2 separate regions of the Mus musculus genome follow, and region 2 is linked to region 1. The links are chromatin contacts, called in public promoter capture Hi-C maps. All regions are on one chromosome and are shown on one strand. The core of a region is the stretch at or near the end of the contact, and the rest is flanking DNA. Distances in the headings are between cores, read along the strand shown. Region 1 holds the start of Kcnd3os (potassium voltage-gated channel, Shal-related family, member 3, opposite strand). Region 2 holds the start of Slc6a17 (solute carrier family 6 (neurotransmitter transporter), member 17).

Region 1 (6,143 bases), core at 1,058-3,557:
CTGGGCCTCCAGCCCCTCCTGGCCCTTTGACTCATGACCCCTAATACCTCTGCTGTATCTAAGATGGGCGCTGGCAGGGGTTCAAATGGCAAAGATTAAGAGACTGCTGAATCAGGACCTACTCGGGAAGAGCCTTGTTAGCCAGACACATGGCTCCGAGAAGACAATGCCCTTCTCTCCTGTCAGTCTCCCAGTACTGCCCCTTGGACTCTGGGATCCCATTGCCAGCTGCCTGACTTTGCAAGCTGAGCTCCATGCCCTCAGCTCCAACTCTGAGTCAACTCTTCTAAGGCCATGAGCAATTCACAAACTGCTTTCTGATGGGTAATTGAAAGCTCAGAGCGAGGCAACGTTAATCCTCTCCCTATCTATCCTAAAGTCTCTTGTCCCAAGGGCAAACTTTTACCCTGTACAATAATCCAGGGCAGTCTTTTTTCAAGAAGGCCCATGCAAGTACCAGATCATCTCCGGAGATTCAGAACCTATCGTTCAGGTTTAGAGTGCCAAGAAAATAGCAATTACCCCTTTACTGCTTTCTGTGCACATGTGCATATGTGCATACATGGACATACATGTACACACCTCGGTTTGGAAGAGGACTATCGTCTATCAGACAACAACCTCAAGTCCATACCAGCCACGCCCACCCAACAACCCTGCAGGGATGACCTGGCTTAAACAGGACTTTTACAGGTTCCTGCTGCAACACTCACCCCTAACAGCACCAGTGCCTCTCAGAGCTGGCCTGGGTATGAACCCTGCAACAGGCGCTATAGTGCGGCCCCATTTCCAGCCAATGGCACCGCATACGCCTCCCATACCACGGCTTTACTAGGACATGGGTGCTTTACAAATGAAAACTCTGAAGCTATTTTTGTTTGTGGCAAAAGAGTTTGACAGTAGGAAAGATTTGGCTGTGGGGTGAGGTAGGGATGCAGGAGGGAGAGAGATTAAAACCAGGTAAATGCAGAAATGACAAACATGAAAAAATCCTGAAAAAGAAAAAGAGAACACTTTCTCCTGCTGTAAAAAGTCAGCTGCCTGCTAAGCAACGTCTATTTTAGAAGCAGAGGGTCAAAAAAAAAAAAAAAAAAAAAGGCAGACCTCCTGTCCTGGGGGGTTGACACTTCCATTTCACCTGAACAGACACAAAGCAGAAAAACAAACAAAAAAAAAAAAGTCACATCACCAAGATCTGCCCTTCAATGACCTCGGAGGAGAGTCCTCAGAAATCAGAGCTGGTCTGGGGAACTGTTTCACGCCCCCAGGGAGTCTGTCCCGTGTCTGCGGGATTTTGTTGGGTATGAAATGAGCATGGGGGCCATGCTGGAGATCCCGTGGGGCACAGGCCTGGGACCTGCAGATCCTCTTCTTTACAGTGCCTCTCCTAGCTCCTAGGATGGCCAGTGCAGTTTCCCCAAACTCTTTCTCCAGCCTCCTCAACGGCAAAAGGAAGCCGCTGTTAATCGTTCTTCCTCTGGAGGTCCCTTGTGTACTTACGTCTTATAGCATTCAAGACGCAACATGGAAAAAAAATAAACACATCAGCTCCTTTCAGTGGGCCGGTATGTGTCCACATGGGGAAATGTACACACGCTTTGCATTGAATGAATGCCCAGAATCCCCCTTCCCCCCGCTTTCCGAGATTAAACCTTCAGGTTCCCTGGAAGTAACAGTAAATAAGGCATCGATTCAAGCATCACCTACATTCATGCATGACCACCCTGTAAAACCTGATTACTGATTGCATTGTGCCGCCTATCACCCCGTGAAAGTTCAGAGGCTCCGTCAAATACACGGAGACTTTCTTTGCCTTGATTTCAGGTCTGGAACCTCTCAGCCTGTTGCTGACTTATCAAGGCTGCCCGGGATAAAAGGAGAACAACGTGGGCTGAATTAAATGCCAGCACTAAGAAAGCACAGGAATCTAGTTGATTTCCAGGTAACTTCTCTGCCCATCCCTAGTGTAAACACTCTGTTAAAACAAATTTGAACCCCCTTCCCTATGGTCTCTCGGGACACTTATGGGACCTTTCCCGGGAAAGAAAAGATGTGCCAGGCAGGACGAGCTGGACCAGCCTCATCCTCTAACAGGCAAACACAGGCTCGCCTGGCTGGAGAACTTTGCAAAGCGCCCCAAACGGCTCCCAGCTTCCACTCTCAGCCATTTCTCTTCTCAGCTCACAAAGAGCGGGGACGGAGCAAACCGTCGCCACCTGCAGCCAGGTCCCGGGGCGCTGCTCCTGGCGCCCGGCGAGGGAAGGCAGGCCAATGGCAAGAGGGCAGAGGTTCACACCCCCACCCCCAAACCTCTCGGCGCCCCAGTGCCCGGAGGTGGCTCTGCAGCCCAGGGAACCGACGCCCCCAGGCCGGCTGCTTGCTCCCCCACGGCCCGGCCCCACCCCCAATCCTTCCGGCGCCCCAGCGCCCACCCACCCGGGCGCGGGAGTGGGAGGGTGCCGCGTGGGCAGCGGGAGCAACAGGCGTGGGAGCAGCGCTCCTCGCACTTGCTGTCTCTGGGAGGCTCGGTCGTTTCCCTCTTACCTTCGCCGAAGCCAGCCCCAGGCCCCGCGCCCCGCGCGCGCGAGGAAGCTGAGGCCAGGGGCCGCCGAGGCGCAGAGCGCCCAGCAGCGCGGGGAAGCGCCCAGCAGCCGCCGCTCGGGCGGCTCCTCCTCGCCGGCGAAGTCTCGCTCGTCCCTCCTTCACTCGGTCGGTTCGTGCGTCGGTCCGTCCGTGGGGCCGTTCCTCCCCCGCTGCCGCCGCCGCCGCCGCCGCCACCGCCACCGCCGCTCCAGCCCGGGCTTGGCAGCGTGTCCCCTCCCCGCCTAGCCGCTCCGCTCTCGGGCTCGTGAGCTCCGGTTCGCTCGTTCCCTGCCCCCGCCGCCGCTGATGCCGGGCAGAGCGGAGCCGGGCCGGCCACGGGCTGCCTCTCCCGAGGAGGCGGTGGGGGCGCGGCGCGGGCGGGGCGGAGAGGAGAGTCCGGGGGAGGCGGCGAGGCTGCGCCCTCCGCTCCCCACCGATCCCCACGGGCCGAGCGGCCCCAGGCCGGGCCCGAGAGAGCAGAGCGGCCAGGCTGCGGAGGGAGCGAGGAGGAGGACCCGGGAGCCTAGCCGCCGGAGGGTGCCCAGGGCGAGGGCGTGCGAGGGGGAGTGACTCTGCGCGAGGGTGTGTGTGTGTGTGTGTGTGTGTGTGTGTGTGTGTGTAGGGCGCGCGCGTGAGTGGGGGGGCTGCAGCGGGGGGGGGGAGGCGGGGAGACTAGGCAGAGCCTGGTGCGTCTCCCCAGGAGAGTGGAGGAATCCTAGGGTGTGCCTGGAGGTGGTAGTGGAGTGTGCGGACGCGAGTGTGAGCGCGTGTGCCGGCGAGGGTGGGCATGGGGCGAGCGTGGCAAGGTGAGCTTGGCTTGGGGGTGGGGGAGGAGCCGGGCGTGCGGCGTGATCGTGAGTTCGGGGGCGTGTGTGGCTGGGGACTTAGGAAGAGGTGGTAGGGAGCGCTGGCGTGTATGCGCGTGGGGTGTGTACACTTAACTGGCTGTCTGTTTCCCATTCACTGTCCACGCGGTAGAGCAACTAACTCCTCTCCTTGGTCACCTAGTGAGGTGCAGCTGGTCGCCGCGCAAGCTTACAGGCTGACCCTGAACAGTCAGGTGTGTTTGCCAAAGCTGGGAAGATCCCACGGAAGACAAACTGCCTTTATCTCCGCGTAAGAGCCACTGTCGTTCAGGAGTGACCTCTGACACATGGCCAGAAGGTCAGGATTCGCTCCAATACCCCACCACGAATACCCAGAATTAAGACTGGGGATTTAGGAACTCTCATTTCTCTATCTTTCCAAAGCGGGCCCAGGCCCTGGATCCTTTCCAGAGCCCAGAGTTATCTATTGCTTAGTACTCGGACCCAGCGTGAGGAGTGGGACAACCACGGGAGCATAGGATCCAGCTGAGAGTCCCAGGACCATCGCGGCAGCAGAGTAGAGCCCAGTCCTGGCTGCTAAGCCAAACCGTGGCCGGCTTTCCCTGTGTCTCCGGCCTGGGTGCTGGGACTCCCGAGCCTGGAGATCGCGAAGCAAGCAGCTTCGTGCCTCTGCCCGGACCGGAACGCCTTGGCTTGAGAGATGGCAGCTCTGAGTATGGAAAGGTGTGTGCTGAAACACAAAAGCAGAGGAAAGAGAAATGTGCGGAGAGGGTGAAGGCGTGAGTCAAGAATAGGGTTTCTGGTTTGTGGCAAACCGATCCTGTTCCAGAAGTGCAAGTCGAGGAGTAGTTATTGAGGTCTCAGCTACTCTGGGCCTCCAGTACTTCTGAGCTTCTTTTTCATAGGCTCACTTACCCTAACCAAAGCTCCTTTAAGTTTGTCAGTATGAAAGGTGTACAATTGGCCCTTCAAGAGGTGGGTGTGGACCCCATTAACATTTGCCCAGAGTCCAAGAACCCCGTGAGATTTGCATACTCATTTGCATACAGTACTAATGATTAACAACACTGCCACTCCCTGGCCAACCCTGGAAGAATTCAGGGAAGGCCCTGGCGAGGATTCTCCCTCCCTCCTCTATTTGGGAGAGGTTTTTGTTGTTGTTGCTACTGCTAGTGGTGGTGGGGTTTTGTTTTGTTTTTTTGTTTTTTAAATCTCAGTTGAATTGACTCCTGAGAGAAGGTTCTCTGTCTCTGAGAAGCCTGGTCCCAGTAGTGACATTTTCCTTTGATCTAACACCTTCTGTCCAGTTTTGGAGCAGTGAAAATATAATATCTTATTTCTGTCGAAGTTTGAATTTCCTGTACGGCATTGCCATTGTTCAGCAACATAAAGGTACTTCCAGGATCGAGCCCCCCAAACTGTCAGGGAGGGAACACCACTAGACTCTTGGAGTGGTCTACTAATGTGACAGCTTGTGGTCTCTGGGACTTTGTAAGCCATTTGTGGAGACAGGACACTCACACCCTGCCCCACATCCTCCAATCCCGATCCTCAGATGCTCATACTTGGCAATCTAAGTGCAGTGCCTGTGAACTGCTCTCTCTCTCTCTTTCTCTCTCTCTCTCTCTCTCTCTCTCTCTTTTTTTTTTTTTTTTTGTCTCCAGTATCTCAAGAAAAGTAAGGGAGACTTGGATTTCTAGTTCAGGCCACTGTGGGTTTTGTTTACAGTTCTCCTTGAGGCTGGATGGTGAGGAGAAAGAAGGTACCTGGCTTAGGTTCAAGCCACTGGAGGAGACACTGTCCAGGAGATGCTGGGTACCCTCCATTTCCTCCTAGAATCTCCCTAGCCATGCCTGTTGACTCCTTCCCCCCTCTGCCTCTGGACCAGCCTGGCCGGGATTTTTCACTTGCTTTTCCCCCATGACGCGGCCGCTTTTCCTTTAACTCTCAGCTTCTATTTAAAAAGCTAATTTGGGAGCCTGTCGATGCTCCCAATTCAGACATTTTAAATAGGAACTGAAAGTCAGGAACTGCCAGGGCAGTAGGTTTCCTCCTCTTACCACTGACAGGGCTCAAGTGTTGGTTCAGTCACTCCAGCCCCAGTGTGTATGTGTGTTCTGCAAGCTCAGAGTGTATTTCAGGTTATCTTTTCCATTTAAAGACAATGCTCCTATGGGAGATTGCATGTGTGTGTCTGTGTCCTTTCCAAGCTGTGCACACGTAAGGATTCTTCCTTGGTCCCGAGGCTCTGGTGGTGTCTGTCGCCATGTGGACTGTGAGAGAAAAGAGCAGCATAGCTTATAGTCTGCTCCCTCTTGGCTGTTGTTGCCTGCGCTGTTCTTTCTAGCGCTGTTGAACTCAGGCTTGCTCTTTGAAGCTTGCCTAGGTATCCTAAAGGCTCGCTCTAGCCCTCACTTCTTGTGGCTGTCCTACTTCGATTGTTTGTCCCCGTGCTGGGCAACTATTTTGAAGTTGGGACTTTTCTGAGGGTTGCAAGCTTTCTACATTGAGAATCTCATGTACCTTGAAGGGGTAAAACATACTTTGAGGTCAGAGTGATTCAATCTGTCTCTGGCTGTTACTAGGTTTGAGCCTGTCTCTGGCTGTTACCTGGCTGTGGGACCATAGGGAACTTACTTAACCTCTCTGTGCCTCCCCCACCCCACCATCTCTAAAATGTTCAATGATAAAAATTACAGCTCTTCAGTGACTGTCATAGATAACATGCCTGGA
Region 2 (6,143 bases), core at 1,305-3,804, 2.1 Mb before region 1:
GGGGTGGCCAGAGGTCAGAGGGACATAAGGAGTGGGGACATAATGAAGGAGAGGGGTCCAAGAATGTACTAGAGAATGGTCAATAAAACAAGGACTGGAAAATGCCCTGTGGATTTAGTCAGTCAGAGGCCATTGATGGGATCCATCTTGACTTCAGGACAGAGGAGAGTTGGCTATGGAGTGAGGGGAAGAGGAGGAAATGGGGACAGAGAACTTGGAAGAAGAAAGTTGAGCCACTTTTAAAGGAGATATTTGAACATGCTTAAAAGCTGCCGAGAAAGACACAGTGGCAGGAGAGTCTAGCATGTTTAAGGTTGACTCAGGCTGTCAAGAAGCTGTGGGCCATGGGACCCAGGGGCTAAGAAGGGCTTGGATTCTGACAGCAGGGAAGGCTCCCCTGCTCTCCCAGGGATGGGAGGGAGGAAAGGAGTGTAGCTGCTCTGAGGACCAAGGCGGTTTCTGAAAGACCAGGGAGGCAATGGGTAGACACAGGATGGTTAAGAGAATAGAAACTTGAGGAGGCCTTAATTGAGGAGAGGAATTGATGGCTCATAAAGCCACATAGAGGCACTGGGAATCAAGAAGCCCACCCAAGGCTGGCGACCGAGAAGGTAGAGGGAGATGGTGACTTCACGCTCCCCCCTCCGCACCCCCCCCCACCGAGAACTTTGCATGAAGAAACCAGGTATTGAGCCTATTCAGGATTAAGGTTGTCAGCAAGTGGCTATGATGAGACAAGGGACTTCTATCTGATATATATACTTACCTTCTTCCCCAAATTTCTTCTTCCTAGGTGTTTTGTTTTTGTTTTTGTTTTTTTGTTTAGTTTAGTGACAATACAGTCACCCAATAATTGCCATTTATCAAGCACATGTGACATCAAATAATTTAAAATAATCATCTTATGTGATCATAACAGCAACTGTATAGGATTGCATTTTCTTACAGTATGCACCGTTAGGCTCATTAGGTTATAAATCCTACTCAGGGTATGTAAGTGATGACAATCTAGATTAAAAAAACTTAGGCTCACTGGGCTCAAAAGTTCTTTGCAATCATTACACAAACTCTAAAACTCCTTTCCTTAAAACCACCTTTATCTGAGGTTCTCCTTCCTCTCGCCCCCTCTCTGCATCTCAGTTGTCTCACTGGGTTTGTTCACCTCCTCCACACCTCTTACATTACTCACTTCTTCCTTCGGTGTACCTCCATCCTGCTGATTTCCTGGTTAAGTCCACCAGAACATATGTTCTGTGAGGGCAGGGATCATGATGGGTCTTCCCTGTAACATCCATAGGACTGCAACAGTGCTCAGCAAACAATAGACTTGCTAAATACTTGTTAACTAAAAGAACCATCTATTGGCAGAGATCATTCTCAATGGGTATCTTTCATGTCCAGATGTCTCACGGGCCAAGGAACTGATGTTTTTTTTTTGTTCCAGTAAGGACTGGAGGATCTTTGCACAGTAAACTGGTGGATCTTTGCATAGCGATCTGCTTCAGAGAACAGAGAAGGTGGAGGGAAGTGTTGTTTGCTGTTCATTATGATAAAAATTCTGTAGGGGCAAATCACCTGTGAGTTTTCTTAGAGTCCACTATAAAACATTTAGGCTTCCCTAAACTTGAAGCCCTCCCACAGGACTTGAGAAACTGATCCGAATCTGAATCATTTCACTTGCAATACATGTGCTTTGTTTCTGGCCCCTGGGCTTCTGTGTCTTCAGTCATCATCCATAAATCGGTGGCCAGCCAGCTAGTTAGACTGAAGTACAGACTATCCCAGTACTTGCTTCTGGTCTCCATCATGATCTCACTTCCTCCACCCCTTCCAAACAGGTACTTGTTTGGAAATACCAAAGGTCCTCTAGAGCAGAGACAATTATTTCAGACTCCCGAACAGCACTTCTAGCCAGACAGGCCCTGTCACTTTTTGTCATTCGCCAGCTGTTTCTGCTCAGGCAACCACTTGTATGCACATAGTCTACACTTTTGCATTCACCCTGAGCAAATAAATACATTCCCTCCACAATGGCTGCCTTTCCTCATTTTGTCTACGTATCCCTTGGGGCCAGCATCCTTCAACACCTGTTTGGTACCCAGTCACAATTTCCCTCTCTCTTACTGCCCTCACTAGACTCATCTGTCAGGTTTTTGAGTTGTGTAGAGGTTGGCCTTGTGGGGTGATAGGATGGAAGAATGCCAGGGGGAAGGGGCAGCCAAAGGTGGGAATCGAGGCACCATCCACGTAGAGATGGAAAGAATAACCACTGAGTGGGACTGGAATCCTGAGAGGGTCAAAAGAAGGTGAGTCTGTAATGACAGGTGAGGTCCTCGGCTCAGGAGGCCTTTGGCCATGGCAGTTTATTTTCCTGAGAGCAGATGCCTAAAGAGAGCCTTCGGATCTCAAGAGGCTTCTTTCGGCAACCCCTCTCCTGCTCCCTACCCACCACTCTGTTTGGGTCCGCCATCAGAGCCTCGCACGCAGCCGGGGAGCCTCGCATTGACGCGGGCCCGCGCGTGAGTCAAGCCTGCGTCACGGCGCCCCGCCGCCAGGGTGGCCTTTCGGAAAGCGAGGGAACAGCGCGCGCCGCGCTCCGCCCAGCTCCGTTCCGCTCCGCAGAGCCGACGCGGACCGGGCACGGGGACGACGGCACTCGGCCGGGGCCTTCGCAGCCACGCGCTCCCTCCGCGGCGGGATCTGAGCCCCGGGGCGGCTCCCTAGAGCCCCGAGCGAGCGGAGGGCGGGAGCAGGGTTGGGACTCACGGCGACGGAGGGAGCGACAAGCCAGCTGAGTCGCGTGCGCCGGCGCGCGCAGCTCCAGGTCCCCCAGCCCCAGCTGGGGCCTGTCGCTGCCTGACTCCCCTTGCCCTCGGGAAGGACGGTGCACCCACGACCCGTCCGGGACCACGGCCACTCGGCGGAAATCCAGGGGCCGAGTCCGCGCGACGGCCCACGCGGGACAGGTGAGTCGCTGTTTGCTCCCCGAATGGCATCCCTGGGACAGCCACGGCAACTTTGCTTGCGCGGCCCCGCCTCAGCCTGAAAGGCCTGAAAGCGTGCAAGGCGGCGCTTTCTCTGGGTCCACACGACCTGCGCTGGCTCAGGGGCTCCTCCTGCCGCTCCAGCCATCGTTGCCTGGCGACGGAGGCCCGGGGCGGCGACGTTCTGGCGCGTCAAGGGTGCACGGCAGCTCCTGCACAGGTTGGACTTGAGCTTCAGCTTCTGGAGCTCAGGATGCCCCAGAACTCCGGAGGTAACAGGACAGCTGAAGAGGCGAGCACTAATGAAGAGCCAGCGAGGCCAGCTCGGTGGGTCCCTCCGCCTGGAGCGCGCCTAGGGCGCAGCCCCACGGGGAGGCTCCGGCGCTGCTGGAGACCCCAGCCTCAGACACTCGGCCACGGGCCCGTGACCTTGACGGTAACATTGGCTAGAGAAGCAGAACGTTCGCGCCCGAGATTTAATTCCCAGCCCTGGGGCTGCTCCTCAGTGAATTTGGGGCTAGAGTGGAAGAGCCCTTCCTCCCAGGAGGGAAGCACATCTGGGGACCGAAAGGCAGAGACAGGTGATGTGCACTGGGGGCCACAGTCTAGAGGGGCCAGCTGTCTGGAGAGAGGCCTCCGCCACATTTAAACCTGTGCAGACAGGGCTCTGAAGGGATGTTCGCAGTACGTCAGGACTGCTCCCCTAGGGGCGCGGCCGCCTGAGAAGGAAGCCTGATGCTTCATCCTCTTTAAAAGCCCAAACAGCTCTATCTTGTGTTCAAGTTCAATTTTGAGGCTACTCGGACCCAGTAGCAGTCAAGTGGGTTTTATTCTTTGAAAACTTCCCTCCCTCCCTCTCTTCACCCTCCCTCCCTCCTCCTTTCTCTCCCTCTGTCCTTTTCTCTTCCTCCTTAGAAATAGTTTAATGGGACATGTGAATTAGGAAATTTCTACTATGGGAGGCAGTTCAGTTGTGAACAAGAAGCAGGTTGGATTGGGTTGGGTTGAGTGGGGATGAAGAAGAAAGACTGTTATTGCCCTTTTAACAAAAAAACTGCCAGGGACTGAGAAAACCCTGCAATGGCTCCATAAAAAACGGTACCAAAACTTTAGTATCTATTTTGGTGGGCTATGTGGAGCTTAAACATCTTGCACCTCCCGCGGTTCTCACATTATACCATCTAGTAAGTTAGGTCCATCTCTTGGGAGAGAAGGACTTTCAGGTCACACCTGGTTGCCCTTGGCTGTGGACAAGGCCATCAGAGGTTTTAGCTCCTGTGTTCCCTTTTCCTCTAATGGAGCAGCTGTGGCTAAGTAGGTGGTTGAGTCGAATAGAGAATTTCTGCAGCTTAGCCTTTGGTGACTCAGTGCAGGAGGGGAATCGTGCCCACCAGCTCTGATTGGAGTTGGCTTAGCCTGAGTCACACAGAGTCGTGTGTCAGCTGTTTGTGAGTTCCTTGGAGTTCTTTAGCAGGACTCGTGAGCTGGAATGGCCTGAGCTTGCAGGTAGTGTAGGGGTAGCCAAGTCTTCAGAGTAGATCTCAGTCTGCCTGCTGTTAAGGAGGGCCTGTTGAACTCTGTCCCCATGGGGATGGTGAGTACCACCAGGCTGCAGAGGGGTCCCGTGCTTGTGGTCACAGTTTGGCCTAATGTTCCATCATGTGCCAACATGGTGACCTTGAGCAAGCCACTGCATCCTGGAACATCTGTTTTCAAAGTTGTTAAGGAGGATGCTCTTGGTACCATTTTTCTTACTTTGTGGCCAGTGCTAGACATGGCAGGTGCCACCCCGATGTTGGGTTCCCACCTCTTCCCTTATGGATCTCAGCCAGAGATGATCTCCCTCACCTCAGCTATGCTTCTGAGCATGGTGTGCGTGCGTGTGTGTGTGTGTGTGTGTGTGTGTGTGTGTGTGTGTGTGTGTAAGACTCTGTATGACTGAACCCACAACTCAACTTCAAATGGAGCCAACTCCAACTCTCAGGTCTCCTCTGGAAGGGGAAGCTGGAACAAGAAGCAGGCTTGTGTGAGGTGAGCAGTGTGAGCATTTACAATAGCTCCTGGATGACTCCAGCAGAGAGACCTTGACTCACTGGTATTATTTATGACTGTGGCCTGTTCCCAGGCTGGTGTACCTGCTGAGTAGACTTCAGGGGTTCTTTCTCTTTGTTTGGAGATGTCTTGCCATCTCCCTACCTACATGTCTTATCTAGAGCAGAGTTAGAAGCTTCAAAAGAAAGGCTCAGCAGAACTGAGGTTTGCTTTTTCTAGAGGGGAAAGAGGAGAATGGATCTCCCACTTTCTTAAGGGGTTCTGGGCTTCTTGTCCTTCTCTTCTATAAAGTCCCCAATCTAGGGCTGACCTAAGATGAATTCGGTTTAAGAATGAAGAACATGACTGGGAGGTAGTGGCACACACCTTTAATCCCAGCACTTCGGAGACAGAGGCAGATGTCTGTGAGTTTGAGACCAACCTGGTCTACAGAGTGAGTTCTAGGACTGCCAGGGCTACACAGATCATAAGATCCCTAAGGTAGCAAGAAAAGGTCCAGGTTGACCCATGAGACTCCAACTGACTACTGAAAGTGTGTGTGTGTGTGTGTGTGTGTGTGTGTGTGTGTGTGTGTGATTACATTGCATGTTTACTCAGAAGTCAATGCCTTCCGTATTTTGTCTGGAAACATCCAATAGAAACAGAGATGAAAGGATTCCAGAGCAGCAGCAGCCTCCTGCCTGGTGCCCCCACCCCAGACTCTCCTGTTCAGTTTTGCTGCAGTTGGACGAGTCATCATTAATCCCTTAAAACTGCTAAGATAAGCTGCAGAAGAGTTTTCAAAAGAAGGTGGTTGCCCCCCCAACCCCCAAATCCCCAGACAAAGTCTAACTTATCACTAGCTTCCAGGCTATGCTGCAAGAAATCCTGACAGCTGAACATCTGAGAATCAGGGTAGGAAAACAAAACAAAATAAAACAAAACAAAACAAACAGACCTCTGCCAGCGTCCCCAGAGTATTGTCCCAGGCTGCTGGAGGTCAGAAGGAAGCACAACCCTGGATTGTTGGTATATTGTCCTAGAACACAAATGAGGCAGTGCTCTGAGGGAAATGCCTGCTGCCTTCCATTCCATTCCAGTACCTCCCCCTTCTCTCTTCTATACCTG

What was found. Capture Hi-C pulls out chosen DNA fragments and counts their contacts.
Region 2: a contact with region 1 is called in a promoter capture Hi-C map of adipose tissue, with 5 times the contacts expected there. The contact joins the promoter of Slc6a17 here to the promoter of Kcnd3os in region 1. A contact is called at or near these places in 1 of 39 promoter capture datasets (the C10 cell line), 1 of 484 Hi-C or Micro-C datasets (embryonic stem cells) and 1 of 9 other capture datasets (adipose tissue).

The regions. Positions count from the first base shown.
Region 1 is chr3:105,449,119-105,455,261 of GRCm38.p6, reverse strand. Kcnd3os (potassium voltage-gated channel, Shal-related family, member 3, opposite strand) reads left to right here and starts at 2,307. Exons shown (of 4, transcript NR_040759.1): 1 at 2,307-2,709; 2 at 3,592-3,747; 3 at 3,834-4,133. It overlaps Kcnd3 (potassium voltage-gated channel, Shal-related family, member 3), which reads right to left and starts at 3,372. Exons shown (of 8, transcript NM_019931.2): 1 at 2,545-3,372.
Region 2 is chr3:107,514,429-107,520,571 of GRCm38.p6, reverse strand. Slc6a17 (solute carrier family 6 (neurotransmitter transporter), member 17) reads left to right here and starts at 2,554. Exons shown (of 12, transcript NM_001293689.1): 1 at 2,554-2,966.